Linked DNA regions of Sus scrofa: region 2 is linked to region 1. Evidence: chromatin contacts called from public HiChIP or PLAC-seq data. All regions are on one chromosome and are shown on one strand. Each heading gives the region's core, a stretch centred on a gene start, on an enhancer-like site or on the middle of the called end of the contact. The rest is flanking DNA. Distances are from core to core; before and after follow the strand shown. Region 1 holds the start of PPP1CC (protein phosphatase 1 catalytic subunit gamma). Region 2 overlaps CCDC63 (coiled-coil domain-containing protein 63).

Region 1 (5,456 bases), core at 1,818-4,317:
GTCAGCAATTTAAGAATTTTAAAAAAAATTTTCTGGCCGCATTCGTGGTATATGGAAGTTCCTGGGCCAGGGACTGAACCCGTGCCATAGCAGCAACACAGGGTACTGCAGTGACAACGCCAGATCCTCAACACAAGGGAACGCCCAAGATTTTTTTTTTTGCCATTATGTTTGTCCTTTACTATCTTCAGGACGGGGACCACTGCCTTTTCAACATTACAGTATAAATAGGTTTCATTTTACACCAAAAAGCAAAACAAATGGGTTGTTTTTTTACAAGTCAGAGGTCATATTTAAATCACTAAAGCAAGGCAAGCAATTGTGCAGAGGCTGGCAGTCTTGCAGTTTGACAATGGCCATCTTCAGAGCCAAGATGCTGCTGGCCAATCAGGACGTGAAAACAACTTACAACTGCCTGCTCTGCAGGAAAAGCGCTGGCCCTCACTGCTCCCTGAACAAGATCACAAAATAAATCAGTCTCAATTTCACTTCTCTCCAACACAGTAGAACTATCGGACAAGTCAACTGCTAGTTTATTTTCCTGAACCCAAAGTTTCACCGTGCAGTTATTTAAATAAGTGAACATTAGTAATACGAAGGAGTGACAACAAACATTAAGGTTTTATCACCTGTAAGGCAGACTTTCCAAGGTGGCGTGTAGAAGTGATGCCTCCTTAGGAAAAACTACTAAAAGTTTAGAGTAGCTGTAGTGGTTAAAATCTAAAACCAACATGGTGTTCTCTTAAATAAGACCTCACTTTTGAGTTGTCTTTTTTTTTTTTTTTTTTTTTTTTAGTGCTATTACTGAGTTACTTCTCAACTAGCCCGTAGAGTCCTCCACCTTTTTTTTAAAAGTGAACTAACATGTAAAAAATTCTACCAAGGTCACAAAACTCACATTCCCTCCCTTAAATACTAAAAATTTAAGTATATTTTCAGATATACTTAAAATCTTAAGTGAAAATTTTGTGAGGCATTAAAAAAAATTCACAAACTTATTATCAACATCTTCTATCTTGGATGTTATACAGATCCTCAGTGGATTATTTTTCACTGTTTCTCCATCAATTTAACATTTATGAGAAAAAAAGGAAGTCTGATGAACAGCTAGCTTACTCCCAAGGCATTAAAACACAACATTATATTAATGTCAGTGAAAAAAAAAATGAAATTTAAAAAAAACCCTGGTTTTTCAAGTGCAATATTTATATAGAAACCATTAAAAAACAATTGCTCTCATTTTAGATTATCCAAGTTTATCAAGGAAAATTTCTTAGCACACTTTAAAATATATGGATATAAGACTCATGGGCAACCTAGAATTTATCTTAAAATTCTAATGTTTTGAATCCACAGACCCCCTTTCTCAATGAAATAAAGCCCACTCTTTCGGCACATGCACCCCTGGATAGATACGCACAAGTTAATTCACAACTTTTGAACCAAAAAAAACTAAGTTCTTAGTGCCAACTGCTTTAATCTTTCTGACCCACTGCTGCTCACATAAATCAAAGAACTCTATTAATATTTAATATTAATATTAAAAGTGTTGTTCTTATAATAAATGCCAAGTACTGAGTAAATAGGGTTTTCACCCACAAATGGCAGAAGCATTTTAGGGGTCTATTTAATGGGTTCTTCTTTTGAGAAACTAGAAAAGGAAAACACCCCACACAGATTAAGATATTTTCAGGAGTTTCATTCTAATGACTTAAAAGATCTGCAAACTCTAACATCAGAGCTGACCAACTGTTCATGCTCTCGACTCCATCTCCCACAACATTTACAGCAGTATTTTAGAACTGCACAAAGGCAAAAACCAGTTAAAAACTCGGCCAAACCTACATTATCAAGAACCCGAATCAGGAAAGATTTGAATTCTTTCAAAGTTTGGAATTAGACATCAGTATTAATAGGTGGGCTCTGGAATTTGGGGGTAGTGGGGAATGATTTCACTTCAGCGTCCCTCCTTAAAATCCCTACTTCATCTGTCACCCATATCAATATGAATCAACTGTCAGACACCTCACGAGTCTTAGGTCACCCAATATTAAAGATTTATTTTAACCTCTGCTTAACCACTGGACACCTCCTTCCTTCACACACAGGCTGACTTGAATGAATTCTTGCTCCTGGATGTCTGGGTTTTAAACCTGTCACCGTGTGACCTTGGTAAAGTGACTTCTCTTAGTTTCCTCTAAAAAAAAATAGGAAAAAAAGAGCACCTATCTCATAAGACTGTTGGGAGAATTACAAGAAATCTGTGTAAAGTGCTCCAAAAATGCCCGACACATAGTAAACACTGGCTAATACTAAGATTGTATTTATCAGATGAACGCAAAGCGCTTAACACAGAGAATGGCACACTGGAAAGATTCTAACGAAACTGTCACCGCTGCTGGCTGCACGGTTCGGAGGCACGTTCAGAAAAGAGCGCGGAGACCTCAAGGTAAGAACAACTTTAAAAAAGTGTTTGGGAAGAGTAGGAGATGGGATTCAACATCCTCTTGAGATTTGAACGTTCGTCACCAAGTAACAAGAAACGGGCCAGTGGACCCCAACCTCACAAAAAATAAAAATGAGAAGCAAAGAAATTAGTCCTCAAGCCCGGGAGGATCCATAGCCCCATCACATTGCTTTCCGAGAGGAGGAGTTACCAGAAAGTTCGGAACATTTCTTCTTGCAGAATGGACTGGGGCCCCCCAATCTTCTCCGAAGATTGGCCGGGGTTGCGGGGCGCATGGGGGGCACGTACCGGAAACGTGGGGGTGGGGAGCGGAGTTTTCAAATTTCACGGCCAGGAGAAAGGCTGCACCCTCGTGCAATGAATGAGCGGAGCTGGAGGGTCCGCGGATTAGGCCAAGAGCGGGACCACGGGCGGCCTCCCTCCGGCTGCAGCCCCCGGCTCGGGGGCGAACTCGTGGGGCTCACTCCCCTCGGCGCTGCAAGCCCAAGAGGCCTCCCAAATCCCCCACCCTCGCGAGTTCCCGGAGCCGCCCGCCGCCCCCTTCACCTTCCAGCAGCCGTTGGATGATGCTGTCGATGTTGAGTTTATCTATATCCGCCATCGCCTTCCCACCGCCGACCCTCCCGTAGCGGCGCCGCCACCGGCTCGCGCCCGGGATTCACGCCTCCTTTCCCACGCCACGAGCACAGAAATGGTGGTGGCGGCGGTGGCAGAAGCCGCGGCGGGTCCCCCCCAACCGCCCCGCTCCCTGCTTCCTCCTCTCTCCCTACTGGAACCACGAGAAGAACAAAATGGCCGCCGACTCCTTAGCCAGCCTCGGGCGGCGCACGAATGCGCGCGGGGGAGTGCAGCGGCCCGGCCGGGACTTCTTTATGGGCCACAGGGCACGCGGGAGGGGGCGGGATCAGGGCTCGGGAAGGAGGCGGGGCCAGAGCGCGGGAAGGGGGAGGAGACAGTTGAGCACAACCGCGTTCGCGCGCGGAATCCTTCCGCCAAACGGGCTGAGCAAATAGGTCCTGTGGCGGGAGCGTGAGTTGCAAAGTCGCACGCGGGAGTTGTGGCCTGGGGTGAAGCTGCAGTTGTGCGCCCAAAGATTCGGCCTCCGCAGGACGCTGTTCATTGGGGCCAGATGTTTGCGGACCTGGCCATGTGAAAGCCCATGGAGGGAATCCGGGGGTGCTGGAATTTCCCCTAAACATAAATCTGGGGTAGAGGTGAAGAGGGAGAATAATAAAGAGAAGTAGGGTGACTTTTTTTGGAGTCAGATTTGCTGGGATTTGGGGGTAAGGGGAAGGCTTGATAACTAGGAAAAAAAGTCGTCTCTCAGATAAATAAAAATGTTAACAGTTACTCATTTTGAGTGGTGGATTTCCACCTGTATTTACAGGTATTTATATGTACAGTTTTTTTGGGGGCGCTCTCAAACTTTGGGGGAATTTTTTTAAAAAATCTTGAAAAAATTAATCATCCCTATCTTTGGATTATCTTTCTAGAATTCGGGAAGTTATATAATCATCGGAACGGTTACCCTGATTCTAGGCAGAACGAAGGTGAGCGAGCGTTCACCTTCAAATAAAGGGAGAATTTGCAGATTTCGCGCGTCCGAGCTCTTGGCCAGAAGAGAGCAAGTGTTTGCGGGCGGGTCCTGATTTCTGCAGATACCCCGGGAAACTTTGGCCCTTTTCCTTCGGCTTCCCAGTCTCCCCAAGGGCATCGCTCTCCAGCCCCCCCCTCCCGCCCCCCGCCTCCCCGCCTCCCCGCCGGGGGGTGCCTGTCGCCTCTAGCTAGGTTTGAAAGCGCTTGCCTACACATCTGCTCTCTTGGGTCCTGTCCTTTTCTTTAACTGCTTTTTCATACAACGCTTCACAGTTTGCAAAGCCCTTTCACTCCCAACCCCCAAGAAATTAATTTTGTTTCTCAAGACACGCAGGATGCGTGAATTCCCATCGAGGTGACTGCGCCCCTGGGACATCCAATCTCAGAATCATTGTGCCCCACCCTACCCTAACCCAACCGTCGGGGCTCAAGCGATGGTGTGGCCCAGGCTCCTTGCACGTGGACCTGTGGCCTCTCTGCTGCTGGCATTGGGGCTTTGAGTTTCACAGCTCCCTCTGCCTGACTTAGCTGCTCACTCCACTTTCCCCAGTCACCAACTCACTCTAATGCTGTAGCTCTGTTTACCAGAAGATATACAGGTGTCATTTGTCATCCCGGGGCACAGAGCCCAGGTGGTGACATTCAGAGTTGATACCCGGTGCCTGTTGTGAACAACTGGCTGTCAAGGTCAGGGTGGCTCTCCCAGGAGTCCACAAGACTTTGGGCTCCTCCAAGGTGCATCATCACAAGGGCAATTAATTAGCTCAGGAGTATGAAAGACAGCGATTCATTCAGCAGACAAATATTTATGGAGCACCTACTCTGTGCCAGGCATTGTTCTAGGTGGAGATGCAGGGGTGAGCAAGAAAAACAAGGCCCTTCTCTCATGGAGAGTCATCTAGTAAGCCAGACAGACAATGAACAAGGACTCAAATAAAAATATCAGCTTCTGATAAGTGCTTGGGGGTGGGGGGAGGCGAACAAACACTGCACTCATTTTCTTTGTATGTGCCAAAAACTATCTCATTGAATTCCCAATACACTCTTAGGAATCATGTACTATTCCTATCACACCCGTTTTACAGATGAAGTAAGTGAGACACAGCAGAGAGGCTAGGTTACTTGCTGAAGGTCACACAGCTAGTAAGTTATAGAGCCAGGGTTGGAACTCAGGACAGTCAAGAAATCAAAGCCCTTATTCACATTTAATAAATTCCTACTGTGATTACCCAGTACCCTGAACAACTCAGGCACGCAGTAGGCACATAACAAATGTGGGATGTAATGCAATGCTCTAAACATGTCTCTATGTACAATAAGAGTGTCATAGTCTTCCATACACAAAGTAGGAGGTGTGTTAACATTTGCTGACATCATCAAGGCTGGAGAGGAC
Region 2 (5,456 bases), core at 1,215-3,714, 65 kb after region 1:
GAGGCCAGGGGAGTTCCCGTCGTGGCTCAGCAGAAACGAATCTGACTAGTATCCATGAGGACACAGGTTTGATCCCTGACCTTGCTAAGTGGGTTAAGGATCCGGCATTGCCAGATGGTGTAGGTCACAGACGTGGCTAGGATCTGGCATTGCTATGGCTGTGGCGTAGGGCAGCGGCTACCAGCTCGGATTTGACCCCTAGCGTGGGAACCTCCATATGCCATGCATTCAGCCTTAAAAGGACAAAAAAAAAAAAAAAAAAAAAAAAAAAAGAGGCTAGGTTGAGAAACCAGGTAATTCCAAAGAGAGAGCTAGAGAGAAGAGCTGCCTTAATTTCTGACAGCTTTCTAGTTCTTGGTTCTTGTTCCTCATGGAGATCTGCCTCCAGCTTACATGCAATAACCATGATATTCATATAATTGAGCATACTTTTGGCTGCAAGTACTAGAAATCTAGATTGGCTTAAACAATAAGATGTATTGATTTTTTTTAAACAAGAAGTGCAGAGCCAAGGTGGATTTCAGGTATCGTGTGATCAGAGTTCCAGTTACACCGTTCTACAATTTTCTCTAGGCTCTTCCCTCCACAATATGCTGGCTTTGATCTCACACTGCCTTCCCTTATGGTTACAGGAGAGCTGCCAACAGCAACAGGGGCGACATACTTCCTTGTTCCCATCCATGGAGCTAGAAAAAAGCATCTCCCCTCCAACTCTGGACTGTAAGTTCTTCCTTTCTGTCTGAGAAGGCCACTATCAGTTACATGCCTATTCCTGGACCAGTTGCAGTCTCTAGGAGAATGCTATGCACAGACTGGCTTAAAATTAGGTTAAAGGTCCAATCATTGGCAAGGAGGATGGGATGGCTGTAATGCATTAAGAGTAATTGAGATCTATCCTGGAGATGTGTGTGAAAATCAATTTCTCCTGGTCATGTAGGCTGAAAGGGAGAGGGATTGCTACCTGAACAAACTGGGATCTGTTAGGAAGAAGGGGGAACAGATGCTGGAGAGGAAAAAAAAAAAGTCATTTTGCATTATTTCAGGTGGGTTTCTGATCCTTGTTTTCAAAGAGTCACTTGGACAGTCAATTTCATGGTCTGAGGCCAAATGCCTTTGCCCAGCCCTTGTGCAGCCCAATTCTAATTTCCTCCTCCATTCTGTAGACTCGCTATTGCCAACATTTCTCACCGCTGGCTCATCATTTTGGCAAGCTGGCATCTCTCTCTGCTCCAAGCCCCGCTGATGGAACTGAAGATCCCTTTAGCAGAATTGACTCTGGCATGTTCTAATTTAAAAAGCCTTGCACTTCTCTGCGTGGAGGCTGCTGAGATCTGTGCCCATAAAGGCAGAGAGAGTAAATTCTTCTGAGGAAAGCCTATTTTTAACAAGTCCTGAACCTAACTGAACTCAATCATTTTTCAGTCGTTGACACTTGAAATATATGAGTCACTGGGCTATATATGGAGTTGAAGGCTAGAGCAGCTCTTTAAATATCGGAGAGATGATAGATAACAGCTTCCAGAAGAACTTCTCAGGTTTGGTGCTGTGGTTTTACTCAGGATTATGGTAAAGCATGGATCTCTAGAGACAGCCCAGGGTTCAAAACCTGGCTCTCCCACTTACTGCAAAAGTCACTTTATTTCTCCAACCCTCAGTTTCCTCATCTGTAAAATGAGGTTGGTATCACTTGTCCCAAAACACTTTGTGTGAATCATCAAGACCTGACATGAGACTGCTTATAATCTTTATTTTACTTCTCATTAGTATTCATATGCTTCCTTGCAGAAGTGTTAAGGTGTTTGATTTTGACATGTTGCCCAAATGCCATTCATAAAATATCTGTCCCACTGACTTCCCTCATGGTTACAACATGGCTGCCAACAACATCAGGGGTAACATGTTTCCCTGTGCACCACATTATCTTTCCAAAACCAAAACCATGGTAAGTTCTAAAACACATCTTCTCTCAAGAGTTTAGGGATAAGTGAATGGAGAGCCTAGGCTGAGCTACAACTCACTCAAGAGTTTGGAGGTAAGATGGAAATCTCAGGTAAAAACTACCCTGGAAAACCAGTACCTCTAATCATTTCCCTTCAGCAATCATTTCCCTTCAGCAATATAGCTGCTTCTAGAGTTTAGCTCCAGAGGAAGTGGTTGGCTTGTGTTTCAGGGCCATTTGCATGAAAACATGTTTATCTTTAAACGATCAAACTCGGTTAGGCCGGTGAAAAAGGCTCACGCTAGGAGTCACAAGTGATTTGGGTCAGACTGGGTGTCCCAAGTCATGGTCAGAGGAGAAAATTGGACAAATTGCCCCGCACCAGTGGTTATTTGTCTCAAGTTCTTTTTGCAGAACAGGGAGAATTGGATTTCTCTGAGTTAGTGCGGTTAAAGCATGTACCCGGCAGGGTTGCTGTATGTGTGAGTGGGAGAGGGGGAGTAAGAAGATGGTGCGAGGATATGCGGGTAAATGACAGAGAAAATGGCAAGGCGATTGGATTGGGGCGTGAGTTAGCCGAGTCAGGGAAGGAGAGCTTTGATTAATTAATTAATTAATTAATTGAGAAGTTAGTGGTGTGAGGGTTCGGCTAGTCCGGTAAGAGGTCATCGCGGGAGAGGGAGGGGTCGCTGAGGAGTGTATCTCCCACCTCCCCCGCAAAACTTTCCCATCAGGGGCTCTGGTTCCCACTTAAGGGCCCCACGGCTTCCCCGAACCTTCCAGGGAAGAACGCCCTGGTCTGTGCGAGTCATAAAAGCGCCCGTTCCAGGGGTCCGAGAACGCCCAGACGTGGGGCTGGGGGCTGGTACAGCGCAGCCGTGCAGCAAACTCCCCTCCCGGCGCCGTCAGACAGGCAGCTGCGGCAGCGGTCGGACACTCGGTGGGAGCAGTCCTGCAAATTCCCTCTGGTAGGTTTTGCTGTCCGTGCAGCCGCGCCTGCTGCTCAACAGCGCCCTCTGCTGGGGAAAGCAAAAGCGTGGTGGCTGCCCCCATCCCGGACCCCTTCAGACATTTAGCTGCCCCTAAACTTGGAAAATATCGCGGTCCCCCTCCATTAAATGTAAATAAATTACAGTGTGTACGATAAATCCAAGAGAGTGCAACAAACTTCCATTTCCCCCTTAACGATCCCAATTTTTAAAAATTTGTGGGTGTTTCTGCACCCCTGCATGATTATGATTAGTGTTCTAAACATATGTTTAATGTTCTACCAGGTTAGACTGTTTGGGCTTTTTTTTTTCTTTTTTTTTCAACAGGAGCCTCCTTTCTCAGACTTGGCATTTATAATCCACACAGTGGCCTGTCTCAGGGGCCCTGCCAAGTCCTTCAGGAGTCAGGATTTTCTTTTAAGAGTAGATTGTTAAATTCAGCAGCAGCAGAGGAGGGGTTGGCCTCCTCCATCCCAACTAATTAAATATTCGTTTCTGCCAAGAACTTACCGTGTGCCCAGATACTGTAGTGGCTAGACTGAGGTCTAAGGAGCAAGAGGCGCTTTCGTGGTGCTCTCTGACCTGGACCTCTGGATTTATTAGCATTTTCCAACACACACAAGTGGGCAGCTTTGAGATTCTACCTAAGAATTGCATACTCAAATTCCTGCAGTTACAGGAAATGTGGGAATTGAGGGAGGAGGGGCCCGGAGAGTGAGTAGCTGACCCATATTCACATTTTAAAACACTGCCTGCTAAACAGAACTGAAGGCAGATTGAATTTGCCCTGTGGGCCTTGAGTTTGAGACCCCAGACTAAGGGTGGTATGCCATGGGCCAAGACACCTGCAGGGTTCTCTGGAAGCCCAGCTGTGAGAATGGGTGTCGATCTGTCTCCAGGATATAGCGTGGACCCAGCCCAGAGGGCACAGAGGGGACTTGCCTGTGTTGGAGTCTGGAAGCTGGAGAAAGGCCTGTGTTCCAGGGGCAGCCTGGTTCTGGTGTGTGTGTGTGTGTGTGTGTGTGTGTGTGTGTGTGCGCGCGCAAAGAGGTAGGAGGTGTTGGAACCTCCAGTTCCTGCAGAAAACCACATACCACAACCAATTAACTTGAGGACGAGACAAACTGATACTTCAAAATCCTGATTCACAGACAAGGTACATTCATCAGACACCTGATATGTGTGAGGCACTGTGCTAAGAGCTTTATCTATATGATTTTATGTTGAGAGTTGGGATGAGAATCCCTGTTTTACAGATGAGAAGACCGAGGATCAGAGAGGTAAAATCGCATTGGCAATGAATGTCAGGCATACTTTAGTCATGCTTTTAGAAAGGTTCATTACAGATTCACCTTAGGATCAAAAGAGCCCTTGAACATGGAAAAGCTCCTGGTCCATATGAAACCAGAACTGCACAAAATTCTGAAGTTGAAAGAGATCCCAAATTTGGTGTCCTTTGCCCAAACCTTATCAGTCTAATAAATCCTGCTATAGCCTCTACCCCCTACCTTGAGGGCTCTTCTAGAAATAAACAAGCTGTGGAACCATTGTCTTTACCCCACTTCCCTGCCTGTGGGAATTTTCTAACATTAGGTATTTTCCTTCCAATATGATTTACCAAAATGCACCTAGTCCCCAACTCCTCCAGAAAACCCCCAGAACGTAGTAGTGAAATGCCAGAAGTTCCTACATTCTCAGCCACTTTTGTCCTATCACTCAGCAACTTGAGACTCATTTTCAAGGTAGATCATGTAAGGCAGGAATACTCTAGGCTGTAATAAACAAAATATTTGATTAGGGTGCCTTAAACAATAATGACACTTAGTATTTCACTTAACAAGAAGCCTAGAGGTAGGTGGTTCCAAGGCTGCGGGCAGCGGCAAACAGTGTCAGTGAGAACTTAAATTTCCCTTCATATTTCTTCTTTGCTGTCTTTGGTGTGACAGTGATAGTTCTTGTGGTCACAGGATGGTTGCTCCAGCAACAACCATCATGCCTTCACAATAATTTCTGGAAGCAAAAGAGAACAGAACTTGGAGGAGTTCTCTTTGTCACAAAGGAATAGGAATATACTTCTCATTGGCCAGATCTGGGTCACATGCTCATCTTTTGACCAATCATTGACAAAGGGAAGTACAGTTACTATAATTAGTGGGAACCAATCAAAATTCATCCTCTGGGACTAGACACATTGAGGAGGGACAGAAGCAGAGTCCTGCTAGGAAGGAAGAAGTCAGGGTATTCTTAGAGTCAGGATAGCTGCTGTAACAAAGATGTCCTCACATTCCATTGGCTTAACCCAACAGAAATGAATTTCTCTTTTTTGTACAGTCCAATGAGGATGTTGATGGTTAGCCAGTGATTTCTTCCACAGAAATCTGTCTTGGGGCTCTGCCCATCTATGGCTGCACTGCCCATAATGTCAGATAGGGAAAGGGAGGACGGAAATGTCACATCCACTTCTTAGAAAGTCATAATCTGGAAGTGACACACTTCTTGCTCACATCCCATGGGTGAGAATTCATGGC

What was found. HiChIP or PLAC-seq counts read pairs in DNA pulled down with a chosen protein or histone mark.
Region 2: an H3K27ac HiChIP or PLAC-seq map of alveolar macrophages shows a contact between it and region 1. The contact joins the enhancer-like site here to the promoter of PPP1CC in region 1. A contact is called at or near these places in 1 of 5 promoter capture datasets (liver), 17 of 47 Hi-C or Micro-C datasets (alveolar macrophages, blood, brain and 10 more) and 2 of 2 datasets of contacts at active chromatin or transcription factors (alveolar macrophages and skeletal muscle).

Annotation. Positions count from the first base shown.
Region 1 is chr14:32,088,200-32,093,655 of Sscrofa11.1, forward strand. It overlaps PPP1CC (protein phosphatase 1 catalytic subunit gamma), which reads right to left and starts at 3,068. Exons shown (of 7, transcript NM_001044560.1): 1 at 3,014-3,068. The coding sequence starts at 3,068.
Region 2 is chr14:32,154,072-32,159,527 of Sscrofa11.1, forward strand. CCDC63 (coiled-coil domain-containing protein 63) reads left to right here. Exons shown (of 13, transcript XM_021072528.1): 2 at 633-720. Among named protein-coding and RNA genes, the nearest start is that of CCDC63, 16 kb to the left of the region's middle. Within about 2 kb of position 2,465, at least 32 of the 83 cell types and tissues checked have an H3K27ac peak or open chromatin away from gene starts, as enhancers often do. A contact at or near this core is called in alveolar macrophages, liver, omental adipose tissue and 3 more, where this site is marked.